Regions from separate parts of the Mus musculus genome. Here regions 2, 3 and 4 are each linked to region 1. A link is a contact called in public HiChIP or PLAC-seq and promoter capture Hi-C data. All regions are on one chromosome and are shown on one strand. The core of a region is the stretch at or near the end of the contact, and the rest is flanking DNA. Distances in the headings are between cores, read along the strand shown.

Region 1 (3,493 bases), core at 475-2,974:
TCTGCACATGCACCTATGGTGTACAGACTTCCCTTGCCAAATAAATGCAAAAAATTTTTTTTTCTGAATTTCTGAGAGACGACACCCACATGCATGAATGAATATGTACAACCTAATTTAGCTGCGTGGGATCTTGCCCCAAGGTCACCACTCCCTGAATTCAATTTAGTATCATTGAACACAGGATTTAGCTCCATTTCACTTCCCGATTCCTCTTTAATACTTGAACCATATATTTTATATTTCTACTTTCTAAGCTTGCTATACTTGTTCAAAATGCTCTTCATGAGACTTAACTAGAGAACAAAGTCTCTGCTGGGCTTTTTTTGAGACTTCCTTTGTCAATGCAATTAATATAAATCTCTTCACCTTAGCCTCAGGTAGACTCTTCAGACAAATGCAAAAAGCAGCCACATTCTTCACCAAAATACCACAAAACAGTCTTTATGCCACATACTGAAATTCCTCTCCACTGAAACCTCTTGGACCATGTCTGAACAGTTCAAATGACAAAGTCTTCCACATTCCTATTAGGATGACCCTTCAAGCCCCATTTAAAGTATTCCGTTGCCTTCCAAATCCAAAATCCCCAGATCCACATTCTTCTAAACAAAAGCATGGTCAGGCCAATCACAGCAACAACCCCGTCCCTGGTACCAAATTCTGAACATATACAAACCATCACAGGGCCATTCTCATCCAAACCACAACATCCACCCCTTTTAAGGGTGGGTAAAAATAAAAGCACTATAATAAACCCACAGCTCTCTGTAACTGAAAGGAAAATACCAGGTTTTGAATTATCTTTTTCCTTGGATGTATTATTATTATTTTTTGAGATAGCGTCTCAATGTATCTCATGCAGGCCTCTAATGTGATATGTAGTCTAGGATGCCCTTCGACTCCTGGTCCTTCTGCTTCCACCTCAAGGGTCCTGGGAGGACGGGTGTACATCACCACACCAAGCGTCTGGGTTTATCAATATTCTTCCCAGATGTCCATAGCTCACCACGGCAGGGATTTTTTTTCTGATCAGGTTTTGACCAAGTTCCAAGTACTAGGGTCATACTTTGTGCATTCGAGAGGCACAGTGAAAGTATTTGCTGAGTTAGTAAGTAGTGGATATTGAATATCTATGACCAGGAACCCTGGCATGGTCAATAGGCTAAGGAACAAAACCTTGAAGTCTGCCTTCTATAATTTAGAGCTGTTACGGGGCAATGTCTGCCCAGTTACACAGCCCTCTCAAACCCTCTTTCTTGCATATTGATGGACTGAGTGATTTCATCCTCAGCAAAAGGAGTGGTATATATCACTTCTGGGACAAAGTGATTTTATATCCGTGGTCACAACCAGGGGAGACCCATCAGATCATCCAAATGAAATTTAAATAAGAAATAAGCTTCAGTTTCTTTAAGCCTTGAAGCTTTGGGGTCTCTTGTTACCACAGTTAGCTTGAACTCAGGAGCTCTGCTAGCCTCATTCCACTCCCGTACCACCCATACTCTGCCTTGTCTTTTCGAATGCATTCTCCAAGCTGAAGTGATTTTCTCCAAAGCCCAAACCTGACTAGGATGCTGCTTTACTTAAATTCCTGATTCCTCAAGGCCATAGGTAACTCCTCGGCAGCGCATTCAAAGGCATGTTGTTGTGGATTTGGTCTCCCAAAACTGCAAGTCTGCATGTAAGACCCTGAGGGACCCTGCCCCCACTTGGTTTTGATTGGTGGATGGAGTTGCCGGCAGCCAATGGCTTGCCAGGGAGACAGAAGCGGGACTTTGGGATTCTTGGGCAAGGAACTGAGGAAGGAGCAGGAAGGGAGATGGATACCAAGCCAGGAAAGGAGTAGAGGCCACACCTGAGAGGTAGGAGACAGAGAGCATGGCTGTCCTATAGGTGCTGGAGAACTCAGCCAGAGAGGGCTGCAGGTCTAGGTCCGGGGCAGCCAAGATGGAATATAGGTTTTAATGAGTCAGGGATATCGGAGGGGAAACTGTGAAGTTTTGGAAGTGACCCAGACATTGAGCTGTTTAAGGCATATTAAAAAGCTGTGTGTGTGTGTGTGTGTGTGTGTGTGTGTGTGTGTGTGTGTGTGTGTGTGTGTGTGTCTGTCTGTCTTTCATTCGGGAACCCTGAACATTGGGGTGGGTAGCAAAGAGCACCTCTGCTGCCACCACCAGGACGATGTGAGTAGAGTTACTTGGTTACAGCAACAACATGTGGTCTTGTGGTCTTTTGTGCAGTAATGGAGATGAAACCTATGGCTTTATGTATTCTAGGCAAGTGGTCTAAATCTGGGCTGCACTACAGCCCCTCACTGGAAGATTATAGGCAGGGGCTCTACCGCTGAGCCACACCCCAGCCTCTCACTGGGAGATTCTAGGCAGCTGCTCTACCACTGAGCCATGTCCCAGCCCCTGGGGAATTCTCTAGCCCTCAGAGATTTTTCTAGGAACTTCTTTTGATTAAATTTCCATAATTTCCCTGATGAGCATTTTGGTTAAAAAAAAAAAAAAGTCAAGTGAAAACAAAACAAAACAAAACAAAACAAAGCTTTTCCTCTTTCATCTCTATCCAGCCATACAACATAGTCCTTCCTTCCTTCCTTCCTTCCTTCCTTCCTTCCTTCCTTCCTTCCTTCCTTCCTTCCTTCCTTCCTTCCTTCCTTCCTTCCTTCCTTCCCTCCCTCCCTCCCTCCCTCCCCCCTCCCTCCCTCCCTCCCTCCCTCCCCCTCCCTCCCTCCCTCCCTCCCTCCCACCCTTCTCTCTCTCTCTCTCTCTCTCTCTCTCTCTCTTTCAGACAGGATCTTTCTATGTAGCCCTGGGTATTCTGAAACTTTTATGTAGACCAAGCCGGTCTAGATGTGTACCACCATGCCTGGCTCTGGTCTTTGCTTTTGCTCCTTCTTTTCTTCTCCTTAATTTTTTTTTTTTTTTTTTTTTTTTTTTGAGATAGGGTTTTATTATGGAGCCTTGTCTAGCCTGGAATTCCAAATGCAGATCAAGATGGTCTGGAACTCACAGGGATCTGTTTGCCTCTGCCTTTTAAATGATAGGATCAGAGGTGTGTGTCACTAGTCCACATCCCTTCTTGGGTTCCTCCTTAACTCTCAAGGTAAGCAGCTGGACCAAGAAGAGGTCATCTTGAGGCTCTTAGTCCCACCTGGGTCTTCCTTGAGCAGTCCCTGAATCTCATCATGCTCTTTAAATATTCATTTATTTTTGTCTTATATGTATGAATCTGTGTATTTGCCTGAATCTTTGTGGACCACATGCATGCCTGTTTCCTGCAAAGGTCAGAAGAGGGTGGTAGATCCCCTGGAACTGGAGTTACAGCTGGTTGTGAGCTCTGTGTGGGTGCTGGCAGCCCAACCCAGGTCCATGGAACAGGTTCTCTTAACCACTGAGCCATCTCTCTAGCCCAGCCCCCATTCCTGCCCTTTAATGCCAGGGACCGAGGAAAGCAAGGAAAGTCCCTCACTACAAAAAAAAAA
Region 2 (3,493 bases), core at 391-2,890, 1.4 Mb after region 1:
CTACCAGTGAGTGAGTCACGCGGCAGCCCTTGCAGCTTGCCTCTTCAGAAGTAATCAGAGGACATTATGTCCGTCTGGATGCATCTGCCATCCCCACCCTAGGCATTCTCTGACGCCCACGTCGAGGCAGTGATGATCCTGGGGGAGCCCTTTGCTGCCTCAGGCCCCTACGACTTTGGGGCTGGAGAGACTGCTCGCCGAATACAGGGCCTCATCCCGGTATTGCTTCGGCACCGGCTGCGCCCACCGCCTGAGGAGACCTATGCTCTACACCGCAAGCTAGCTGGGGCTTTCTTAGCCTGTGCCCGTCTCCACGCCCACATCGCCTGCCGGGACCTCTTCCAAGATACCTACCACCGCTACTGGGCCAGTCGCCAGACACTGCCGCTGCCAGCAGCCTCCTGACTAGGGACCTCCCTGCCGACCCCACCATGACAGATTCCATCCAGGGATACCAGCTCCACAGCAGGCAGTCCCCTCCTCCTCTTTCTTGGTCTCCAGAACCTAGTTTCTTGCCTTGGATCTTTGGGCCCCTGGAGTTAGCTCCCTGATCCTAAGTGAGCAACCTTGAATTCTGAGGCTAGGAGCCAGCAGAATCCTGCCACCATCTAAGTGAGCCTTGGGTCCACTCTCATGTGAAGGAGACGCCCCTCGGCCCCAGGTCTTCCAGGATCTGCAGGGGAGATGGTGGCTGTTGGGGGCGGTCCTCACCTTTGCCTCCCTTGCTCCTCTACCAGCTGCCTTCTTCCCGGGTTCCAGCCTGTGTATTGGAGGGTGGGGGTGGGTGCTGATCCTTTCCTCCGAATAAAGGCACCCTTTCCCTGCCCCCAGTTCTTTTCTCTCTGTGCTAAGGGGGAGGAGCTCACAGGCAGCTCCAGGTGCAGATGGCCAGACCCCCCACCCCACCCCCTTGTCTAGGGCCATCTGTTGCAGGGAACCTCCTCCGCCCCCCCCCCCACGTGCTGACCACCTGCTCCAAGGGCTGTGGCAGCTGAGAAGTACCCTTCTATCACATACTCGCCCCCCCCCCCACCCCCCAGCTTCAGGCTCCCTCCTGTTCCTGACAACCTCGCCTTTGCTAATGGGCCCTAATGCCCCTAACAGCTGCTCTGCCAAACCTACAGGACAGGGGTAGGGGTGCAGCTGAGTCCAGAACTAGGACCTGGTCTAACCCAATGCCCACTTCTCGCAAGCCAGAGTGATCTCCCTCCAGGACTCCAGGGTCTGTTTCTTTTCCTTCCCCTCCTCTCCCCTCCCCTCGCCTGCAAAAAGTGCCTCGTCACCGCTTCTGCCCGCCCCCGCCGGGCTGGGAGAACCGTGGGGTTAAGCAAGATTTGAGGACGAGGCGCCTCCCAAAGCAATTCTTCAGAAGCAGAACCATAGGGGATCTGAGGTCAGGGGTTATGGAAGCAAATAGAACCTGCGCCTCAACCTGAGAGGCACTCCTCTAGGGATGCGTGCAGGTTCCCGCAAGGCCAGACCAAGGGGCGGGGCGGGCCGGCCTTTGCTTGGGAGGAGACCCGGTAGTGTTTATGTGGGGGCGTGGTCTGCGGGAGGGCGGGGTTATCTTTTGCATATACAGCAGGCGGCGGGCCAATGGGCGGGGTCGGGGCGGGGCGCCGAGGGAGGGATGCTCCCCCGCCCCCGGAACGGAATCCTCCCGGGAGCCGAGCTGGCTCGCGCGCTTGCATCCCGCACCAGCCGCCGGCCCCGGGCCGGGCCCGCGTCAGACCGAGCCGCCGCCACCACAGCAGCAGCAGCACTCGGGAAGCCGGGCCCAACCGGGGCCGCGGGAGGCGGGGGCGCCCGGGCCCTGGATGTCCCGCAGCGCGGCGGCCAGCGTGAGAAGGGCGGGCTCGGGGGGCTCGGGCCGGGGGCGGCGCCGCTGCTGATGTGGCGAAGGGTGGGAGGCGGCAGCAGCGCCCGGATGGAGAGAAGATGCCAAGGCTGGAAAGGGTGGTCCTGGGTGGGGGTCCGGGAACAGGTTCCTGGCAATCCCAAACCTGCCAGACTGGGGTCTGGTCCAGCACAGGCCATCTCTGCGAAGGCCCTGAAAATAGGGATCCTGGAATACAGATTCCCCCCAAATCATGGACAGGGCTACATAAATTCTAGGTAAAACTCCCTGGGCAAGGTTTGGCGTTCAGGGTCCGGATACGGTCCCCTTTATCAAGCTGAGGCCTTAACTGAGCCGATTCCAGACAAAATCAGTACTCTTCCCTGCTAGAGGGTTTCTTTGAGCACAACAGCCCCCTGGGCGATGTCTTGAAGATGAAGTCCCTGGATAGAGCTGCCAAGGCTAAGGCTCTGGGGGATGGGGGGGCGGTTTCCAAGTACTGTCTACTCCCTGGGGTCCTGGATCCAGCCTGTCCCCCCAAGCCCTTGGGCGGTGTCCCAGGCAAATCCCCTTCTCAGAACAAGGTCTCTGTGTCTGAAACTCCACCCCAGCGTGAATAAAATAAGGAGAATTTCAGGCATTCCCCTACCCCACCTCCACCCCATGCTTAGTCAGGGGTCTCAAGACATTGGTCTCCTAGGCCACCCCTTTTGTCCCTAGGGCTGCTCAGCGTCTAAGAGAGGCCCCACCCGGAGACAATGCTCAGCTTTCCCTTGCCCCCCAGGCTCCAGGATTCAGCCTGGGCTGGGGGCGGCTCCCCAGAGACGGGTGGAAACCTGTCTGTAGCCTCTGTGGTGACCAGCGGCTTTGTGTGGTTGTGTGTGTGTGTGTGTGTGTGTGTGTGTGTGTAAGGGTTGGGGATGTGGCTAGAAGTGTGATCTGGTGTTTGTGTGACTGTAGCTGTGTGTGTGCTTGCATTACAGCTGGCAAGGATGAGGTATCCTGCGTTGTCTGCCTGCATGCTTGTGGTTGGATGTGGTGATGTCTGGTGTGTGTGTGTGTGTGTGTGTGTGTGTGACCGTGGATGTGATGGCAGCCGTTCACTGTTCAGACTCCTGTACTTTTTAGACTGTGTTTAAATAGATATGCATATGTCTTTTTGTGAGACCCTGTGTGTATGTACCTTGGTATGTGTCAACATCTGTGTTGGGTTTGAGGTTGGACTTCTGTGTGGCTGACTGAAGATGTGGGTGGAGCTGTAACTGTGTGTAAGTAGAATTGTGACTCTGACCATGTGTGACACAATGTTGTGCTTATGTCTGATTTTTGTACTGTGTTCATTGCGACTCTGGGTGTGCGACTGCCATTGTATTTGAAGTCACATCGTGCCTGTGGGGCTGGACCTCTGGGAAGGCAGTGTATATGACGGTGGTTGTGTGTTCCTTGCCATGTCTGTGTATGTGACTGGGGTTGCATAAGTGACTGTCCACCTAGCCGTGTGACACCGAGTGTGCACTACAGCCTCCTGTGTGTGATTTGAGTTGCGAATCTGACTTCTCTGAAACTCTAGTCTATTACAAAAGATTAATTGTGTGGGACTCAAGCTGTGGATGTTGCCTGTGTGCCAGGGGTGTGTATGGGATTGGCTTCTATTTC
Region 3 (3,493 bases), core at 633-3,132, 1.3 Mb after region 1:
ATAGTCCAGGGCCAGGCGCTCAGGTGCAGAGGGCTGGACTTCCTCCCTCAGCCTAGCACTTGCCTCGCCACTGCTACTGGTAGTGTTGCTGCTGCTGCTGCTGCTGTTGCTGGCACCGCTGTCACAGCCCATACCACTTTCCCCCTTGGCCTCCTGGTTCTCTTGCCTGGCCCACGGTCGCTTGCTGGGTGAAGGGGCATCCCCACCATCCTTGGCCCACTTCCGTTTGGGGGCCTCAGGCCGGGCACCCTGGGCCGCCAGTCGCTGGCACTCCTTGGTGACCAACGCAGCAGCACCTTCACTCTGCAGTGGCCAAAGCTCACCACCATCCTGCCCACCAAAGCCCTCCCGCAGGGGACTGGCAGTGGTCGTAGTAGCAGTGGCTGTGGTTCTGGGGGTCCCATTGCCAGCCGAGGCCTCCCCAGATGCTCCTGGACGGTGATAGGCCGGGAGCAGAGGGCAGGGCAGGTAACTCTCCACCCCCATTCTGGCTCGGCTAGACTCCAAGGACTCTGACACAGACCCTGGCAACTGAGGGAGAGCTTGATTCAGGGCCTGCGGCTGGCACGGGCTGTCCATGGCAGCAGTGTCTTCATCCCCCGGGCATGGAGGGCACGGCCCGGGCCCATGGTGCCACCCTCCTCCGCCTCCTCCTCCTCCACTTGATGCAGCCCGGGGCCGCTGGGCCTCGTGTGGGGCAGGGTGAGGCAGGGCAGGCAGCAGGGGCTCCTCTAGTGCTCTGGGGGTGCTCGCTGGTCCCCAAGTCCACAGTTGTCTCTAGGAGCTTGAGAAGGGACTGATGGGGGTGGCTGGAAAAGAGAAAAGGAAGAACTTAAAAGAAGTCAAGAGACGAGCAGGTGGGAAGGGGTGGGGATGGTACCAGCAGGAAGTAGATGACAGACTGGGCCACAACAAACACACACGCACACAGGGAGACAACATGGGGCATATAACTTGGGAATTTGAGAGGGAATGTCTGGCATAAAGAGTAATAGAGAGAAAGTGCAGAGAACGTTGCATGACGGCCCAGAGAGGAAGGTGATAGGGAGACAGATATCTGTGGACGAAAAGCGACGATGCAAGTGGAAAATACAAGGTACCTGCCTGAGGTTTCTATAGAGACTCAGAGAGATGAGGAGGGAGGAGACACAGAAAACGGGAGTGTGGAATCTAGGGTAAAGTCAGGGTTGTGGGGAACCAACGGGCAATGCCACCGCGCAACATTCGCGGGAACCTAATCGCCTGGGTGGAAGATTACGAGCCAGGGCAGGCGGGGAAAACCGGGAGTCCAGGGACAAAGAGAACAGGGAGAAAAACAAGACGGCAGGGGAGCGGGAGGGCCGGTGGGGTCGACCTGTGCCCTACGGGAGGAAGCCTACTGGGGCCCGACACACACCCAGCCGGAAGGGAGGTCCTGCCAGACGGACGGACTGACGGAAGGGAGCCCGAGAGCAGAGTCCGACCCGACTGCCTTCCTCCCAACCCCCTCCGCCAGGACCCAGGGGCCGCGGGACGCCCCGGGTGACTGAGGCGGGGCCGCCTCGGCCCGGCCCCTCCCCTTGGTGGTTATTGCGCGCTCCCGTGGCCCCCAATGGTCCGCCCCACCGCGCCGGGCGCGCGCTTCCTTCCCCACCCCCAACGCCCTAGCGTGGGGTCGCTGCCGCCCGCGCGCGCTCCCGCCTCCAGCCCCGTCGCCCGCGCCCGGCCACCGGGCCTCAGACTCCTTCTCCTCCCCGGGTCTTTCCCTTCGCGCGACCTCCTCACCGAGCTTTTTCCTCCGGCCTCGGCGCCGCCGTTTGTGCCAGCCGCCCTGCGCTTCGCAGCGCGCCATACCCCGCCCCCCACCGCCCGCGACGCCCCGCCCCCGCCTCGCCCGCTGGGCACGTGACAGCGGCCCGGCCGAGGAGACTGCGCGTGCGCGAACCGCACGTTGACAGGAGGCTTAGAACGCACTGCCCAAGAAGTGAGCTGGTCCGGGACGCGAGGCTTATTTGCATTATGTGCTCCTCCCCTTCCACGCGAAAGCAGACACGCAGGTTCAGTAAAAGGCGTTCTGTGAGTTCTCAAGACGGCCCCTTGGAGAGGGGTACAAAAGAGCAGTTTCACACAGAAAGGCCCACCCCTCGGAGCCAAAAGTGTCAGTGAACTTGTCAGCTGGGTTCTTGGCATTTGCTATGCAAATGTCTCATTTACATGGGCCGCTCCTGCACACAGCCCAAGAGTATATTGAGAAATGACTGCGCAGTTAGTTGGAAAGTGTATGTAAATTCCTACGTCAGTAATTTACATAAGCACTTAAAAAAAAATAACGGTGAGTACGGGACGTCCTTAGAGAAGCGAAACCGGGTAGAACAAATGAGCAAATGTGTACTATTTGCATGACCCGCTCCTCGCTGCTCCCTCAGGGCAACTGTGGGAGTCAGATTAAAGCAACCTGGGACAGACTCACAAAGAAGACATTTGCAAAACCCAGCTCCTCTGTAGCCCAAGCGGATTTTTTGTTTCTGTAGTGCTGGAGACTGAATCCAGAGCTTCACATGTGCGATGCAAGCGCTCTACCACTAAGCTACTCTTAATATTTATACCACCATTCCGGGGAGGGCTGTGTGGATAGGGTTATTTGAATGCCCGACCCTTTCCACCAACTCCAGGGCCTAACAAATGGGCAATAAGTGGGCTTGGATACTTGCTGACATTTTGTGAGAGCAGCTGAAGCTGTCCTGAGGGGGGCTGCACCTGTCTCCAGAAGGCTATGGCTATAAAGACATCAGGGTACATTAAGTATGACCAGGAGTCCGGGTTGCACAAGAACCACAGTGGCACATGGCGAAGAATGTTCGTGTTCGCAGGCACACAGACACACACAAAGAAACAAATCTCCATCAGTGCACACACAAACCTCAGGAGCACGTGTTTTTAGGAACACAGTGAGCCACCGTCCTAGTTTGCAGACATGAGGTGGTGTACACTAAGTCAAACCAGGCACAGACTCAAGACCCCCCCTTAGATTCCCAAGTCCTCGGTCTTGATGTTGCACACAACAGCAGCCTCACCAACACAGTCACCAGGCCAGAGACTACTCACATGCCACAGTGTCATACTGCCCCATACATGTCACACACAGGGATGTCATCGCTGCACACACCACCTTTGATGGATCGTGTACTGCCACTACCATGAAGCATGTACACAACCTGGGATGGGTACATTGTAATCCCAGCTCATGGGAGGCTGAGGCAGGGAGACCTCAAATTCCAGGTTAGTCTAGGCTATAACAAGGCCCTGTGTCAAAAAGGGGGGCTGTGTGTAGGAAAAAGCAAGGACATGTATACAATGACGAACTCTGTCCTCAATGAGTACGTGAGCCAGGATGTACCTACCCCAACTTGTCCCACAAACCAAGTCCCACCACCCACAAACAGGGGCTCCTCATGCAGAGGCCTATTCATAGCTTCCATTAGAGACCACTTCGGTTTCCTCATCTCAGAATGAC
Region 4 (3,493 bases), core at 597-3,096, 1.3 Mb after region 1:
ACGTGGGTAGCCCTCGAACCAGATTCAAGTCAAGTCAAAGGACTGGAGTGGAGCCCGTACTGCACCTCCCCACCAGAAGTAGGGGTTGCTGCTATGGGAAACAGGAGGCTTGTAATCCCACAAGGAAGTTTTCACCCCTCTCCTGGGACCAGCCCTAACCAGCCTGTCCAGGGCTGTAACAATACCACCTGCCCCACCTCCATCTCACTGAGTACTTGAGACCTAAAGTATTGAATTACTTCCTCTCCCACAGCCTCCCAGAAGGGCAGAGGAAGCCTGGTGCACTTCCAAGGGCTTACTAGACCTTAACTCACTTCTCCCCTCACCCTGGCCAACTCTGGTTTTGGCACTCTATCCTTCTGATCTGGACAGAAGTTGAGAAACTTGGAACAGTTTCCAAGATGAGAGCCAAGAACAGACATGGGGGCAGTGACTCAGGAAAACAGAAGGAGAACCTTATATGAGGCAGTGAGGGAGAGTGTGATTTGAGTCTGCGATCCCTTTTCTGTGGCCCTGCCTTTCTCCTTAACCGTCCTTCAGCCTAAGCCCACTGTACTCACAGTCACAGAAGCATAAGCCATAGAAGCCAATAGTATAGAAGAGATACAACCTACAAGAACTTACTGGGAGATAAGAACGGGAGAAACGCAGAGAGAAAGAAAGGGAGGGCCAGGGAGGTCTGTCTACCATGCATGAAGCCCTGCATTTCATCCTCGCCAGTTACCAAAACCAGGTGCGGATGCACATGCCCATAGTGCCATCATTCCAGGGGTGAAGCTGAAAGTTCCAGAGTTCAAGGTCACCCTTAGCTACATAGCAAGTTCTAAGACATTCACGGTCACACAAGACCAGACTAGAGAGATGGTTCGGGGGTTAAGAGCCTGCACCACTCTTACGGAGACTCCAAGTTTGGTTCCTGCACTGCTCACAACAGCCTACAATTCCAAATCCGGGGAATCTGACTCTGACTTCTGTGGGCAACTGCACTCACATGCACATACCAGATCCATACACATAATTAAATTTTTAAAATAATCTTAAAGAGAAAGGATGACTCCAAGTGCCTCATCTCCTACCCTTCAGAAGGACAGCAAAGATGGATACACTTCTAAGGGTCTGCCAGACCCTTGGCTACAACATATCCACCTTTCCTTCCCTTTTAGTCTCTATTTCCTTCTTTCTCTTCTTCTTTTTTTTTTTTAACTTGACAATCAGCAATATCATATGTGTGTTGTTTTAATACGTGTCTCAGGATATTTTATTGCCAGACTAAGAGAGACAGAATGAGAGTCATATAGAATTTCAGAGACAAACTGCAAGACTGCAAGAAGAATCCACTGAGAGAGATGCCCAGAAATGAGGACTCAATGGAAAGGGAATGGGCCTTACACAAGGCCTCCTAGCTAGGGAAGCAAAACTGGACTTGAACTCATAAACACAGAACAGAAGAGCTCAAACTAGGACTGGATCCAGTACTAGATCACAATACTCCCTCCCTGGCCTGTTAATTATTTTAGCCAACACCCCATAACCCCACCTTCTCCTCAAGAACCGGGTCCAGAGTCGGAAAGCCTTTGCTCTGTCCTAAGGCAGATAGCAAGTACTGTCCACACAAAAGGGATTTAAGGTCAGCCTTCAAGCCAGGAAGACCCAGTCAAGTGACAGAGGGTTCTAGAGGTGTGGCCACATTTACCCCACCATGCCAGCTGGCTAAGAGCCCAAGGTCTATAGACAAGGTATGCTAGGATGGTAGGAGGAGATTAAAATCACTGGAAGAACCAGGAAAGAAGGCAGGGCAGAGGAGGAGCATGGAGAGACAACTTAAGGGCATGCCCTGCCCCCACATACACACATACACTGCAGCACACACAAGAACTTCAGAACATTGCTGCAGAATACTGATACAGGTGAGGGGTGGCTCCCAAGAGAGGTCTCTGTCTCTGTCTCTGCAAATCAATTCTGGGACTTGTATGTCTGTCTCAGCTTGTGGACCATGCATGCCGTTTGTCCTCCAGTCTCCAGGCCCTTTTAAAAGGATCTCTCTCTCTCTCTCTCTCTCTCTCTCTCTCTCTCTCTCTCTCTCTCTCTCTCTCTCTCTCTCTCTCTCTCTCTCCCGTCTCCCATCCATCTCCCCACTTCCCCACACCCTTTATTCCTTATTTATTTTCTTCTTTTTAACTTGACAAGCAGCAATATCATGGGTGTCATTTTAATACATGTCTTTTAAGATCCTTTATTTTGCAGTGTCTATCACTGGATGGTTTCATAGTTTTCTGGTTTGGCGTCTTTGTTGTTGTTTGTTTGGCATCTTTGTTGTTGTTTGTTTGGCTTTGAGCTCATTTGTTTGGGATTTTATTGTTGTTTTATTTGAAGGGGTTTTTTGTTTTGTTTTATTTTGTTTTGTTTTGTTGTTTTGCTTCCTGCGACAAGATTGTGTGCATGGCCCTGGACTGGCTAGAAACCCACTATGTAGAAAGGCTAACCTCAAACCTTTAATATCTTCCTGCCTCTGCCTCCCCCATGCTGGGTTGCAGGTGTGCAACATTGTGGCTGGTCTGACTCTGTTTCTTGGTGTGCATCTCTGAGCTAGGTGCAGTGAATACCTATAATCCTGGCACTCAAGAGGCTGCAGCTGGGATTAATCTGAAGCCAGCATGGCCTGCCACGTGAGACCCTGTCTTAATAGACCAGGGAAAAAAGTGTGTGTGCATCCGTCTCTTCAACGCCATCTCTCTTCTTTCTCTTTCTCTGAAGTCATCTCTCTCTCTCTCTCCCCCTCTCTCTCTCTCTCTCTCTCTCTCTCCTCTCCCCTCTCCCCTCTCCCCTCTCCCCTCTCCCCTCTCTCCTCTCCCCTCTCCCCTCTCCCCTCTCCCCTCTCCCCTCTCCCCTGTCCCCTCTCCCCTCTCCCTGTGATTTTCTCTGTCTGTACCCATCTCTGCGTGTCTCTCTATATTTTGTTATTTCTTTTTGTGAGAACCAGTGTTTTGGTAGATGGTTTAAGATAGACAGATGAGAGATAAATGAAAAATGATTGATAGATAGATAGATGTTAGATGGATTATTGATAGATGATAGACTATCAGTAGATAGATGGTTAATGGACAATATATTGTTAGCTGATAGATAATACAGCTACGTAAACAGAAAAGACATAGATTCCACTGTTTCCTATGTTGTGACTGTTGCTTTGGGTTTCTGTAGCTGTCTGTCTCTGCCTATCTCTGCATTCCTTTCGCACGTTTATGTTTTGACAATTAGTCTGTGTTCACACACACTCTTCCTTCTCCCCTTTTCCTTCTTCCCCCTCTCCCTCTTAACACTCTGACATCACTCCACCTCCCCTTCCCTCCACAGTCCCATTGCCTGGGTTCAAAGGAGGAAAGTTCCAGAAGAACTAAGTAGGGGGACCCCACACTTGACTTCTCCCTCTTTGTCCCTCCAGGCGCTGCAGCTGCCTTCACTATGGATGGTGTGAGCACAGCCATCTTGCTTC

What was found. Promoter capture Hi-C pulls out the DNA fragments that hold promoters and counts their contacts. HiChIP or PLAC-seq counts read pairs in DNA pulled down with a chosen protein or histone mark.
Region 2: a contact with region 1 is called in a promoter capture Hi-C map of liver, with 6 times the contacts expected there. The contact joins the promoter of Numbl here to the enhancer-like site in region 1. A contact is called at or near these places in 9 of 39 promoter capture datasets (the 3T3-L1 cell line, 3T3-L1-derived adipocytes, cranial neural crest and 5 more) and 1 of 115 datasets of contacts at active chromatin or transcription factors (extraembryonic endoderm stem cells).
Region 3: an H3K27ac HiChIP or PLAC-seq map of embryonic stem cells shows a contact between it and region 1, with 11 times the contacts expected there. The contact joins the promoter of Egln2 here to the enhancer-like site in region 1. A contact is called at or near these places in 12 of 39 promoter capture datasets (the 3T3-L1 cell line, cranial neural crest, embryonic stem cells and 7 more), 1 of 484 Hi-C or Micro-C datasets (bone marrow-derived macrophages) and 4 of 115 datasets of contacts at active chromatin or transcription factors (astrocytes and embryonic stem cells).
Region 4: a promoter capture Hi-C map of embryonic stem cells shows a contact between it and region 1, with 9 times the contacts expected there. The contact joins the promoter of Cyp2f2 here to the enhancer-like site in region 1. A contact is called at or near these places in 16 of 39 promoter capture datasets (the 3T3-L1 cell line, 3T3-L1-derived adipocytes, the C10 cell line and 7 more), 11 of 484 Hi-C or Micro-C datasets (LSK cells, adipose-derived mesenchymal stem cells, cerebellum and 7 more) and 1 of 115 datasets of contacts at active chromatin or transcription factors (embryonic stem cells).

Annotation. Positions count from the first base shown.
Region 1 is chr7:25,858,362-25,861,854 of GRCm38.p6, forward strand. No RefSeq gene overlaps it. Among named protein-coding and RNA genes, the nearest start is that of Gm46015, 22 kb to the left of the region's middle. Within about 2 kb of position 1,725, at least 21 of the 459 cell types and tissues checked have an H3K27ac peak or open chromatin away from gene starts, as enhancers often do. A contact at or near this core is called in embryonic stem cells and second pharyngeal arch cranial neural crest, where this site is marked.
Region 2 is chr7:27,257,121-27,260,613 of GRCm38.p6, forward strand. It overlaps Numbl (numb-like), which reads left to right and starts at 1,641. Exons shown (of 10, transcript NM_010950.2): 1 at 1,641-1,841. The coding sequence starts at 1,818. Coq8b (coenzyme Q8B) reads left to right here. Exons shown (of 15, transcript NM_133770.2): 15 at 103-829. The coding sequence ends at 405.
Region 3 is chr7:27,164,920-27,168,412 of GRCm38.p6, forward strand. Egln2 (egl-9 family hypoxia-inducible factor 2) reads right to left here and starts at 1,883. Exons shown (of 6, transcript NM_053208.4): 1 at 1,765-1,883; 2 at 1-809. The coding sequence starts at 579.
Region 4 is chr7:27,118,109-27,121,601 of GRCm38.p6, forward strand. It overlaps Cyp2f2 (cytochrome P450, family 2, subfamily f, polypeptide 2), which reads left to right and starts at 1,847. Exons shown (of 10, transcript NM_007817.2): 1 at 1,847-1,907; 2 at 3,443-3,493. The coding sequence starts at 3,463.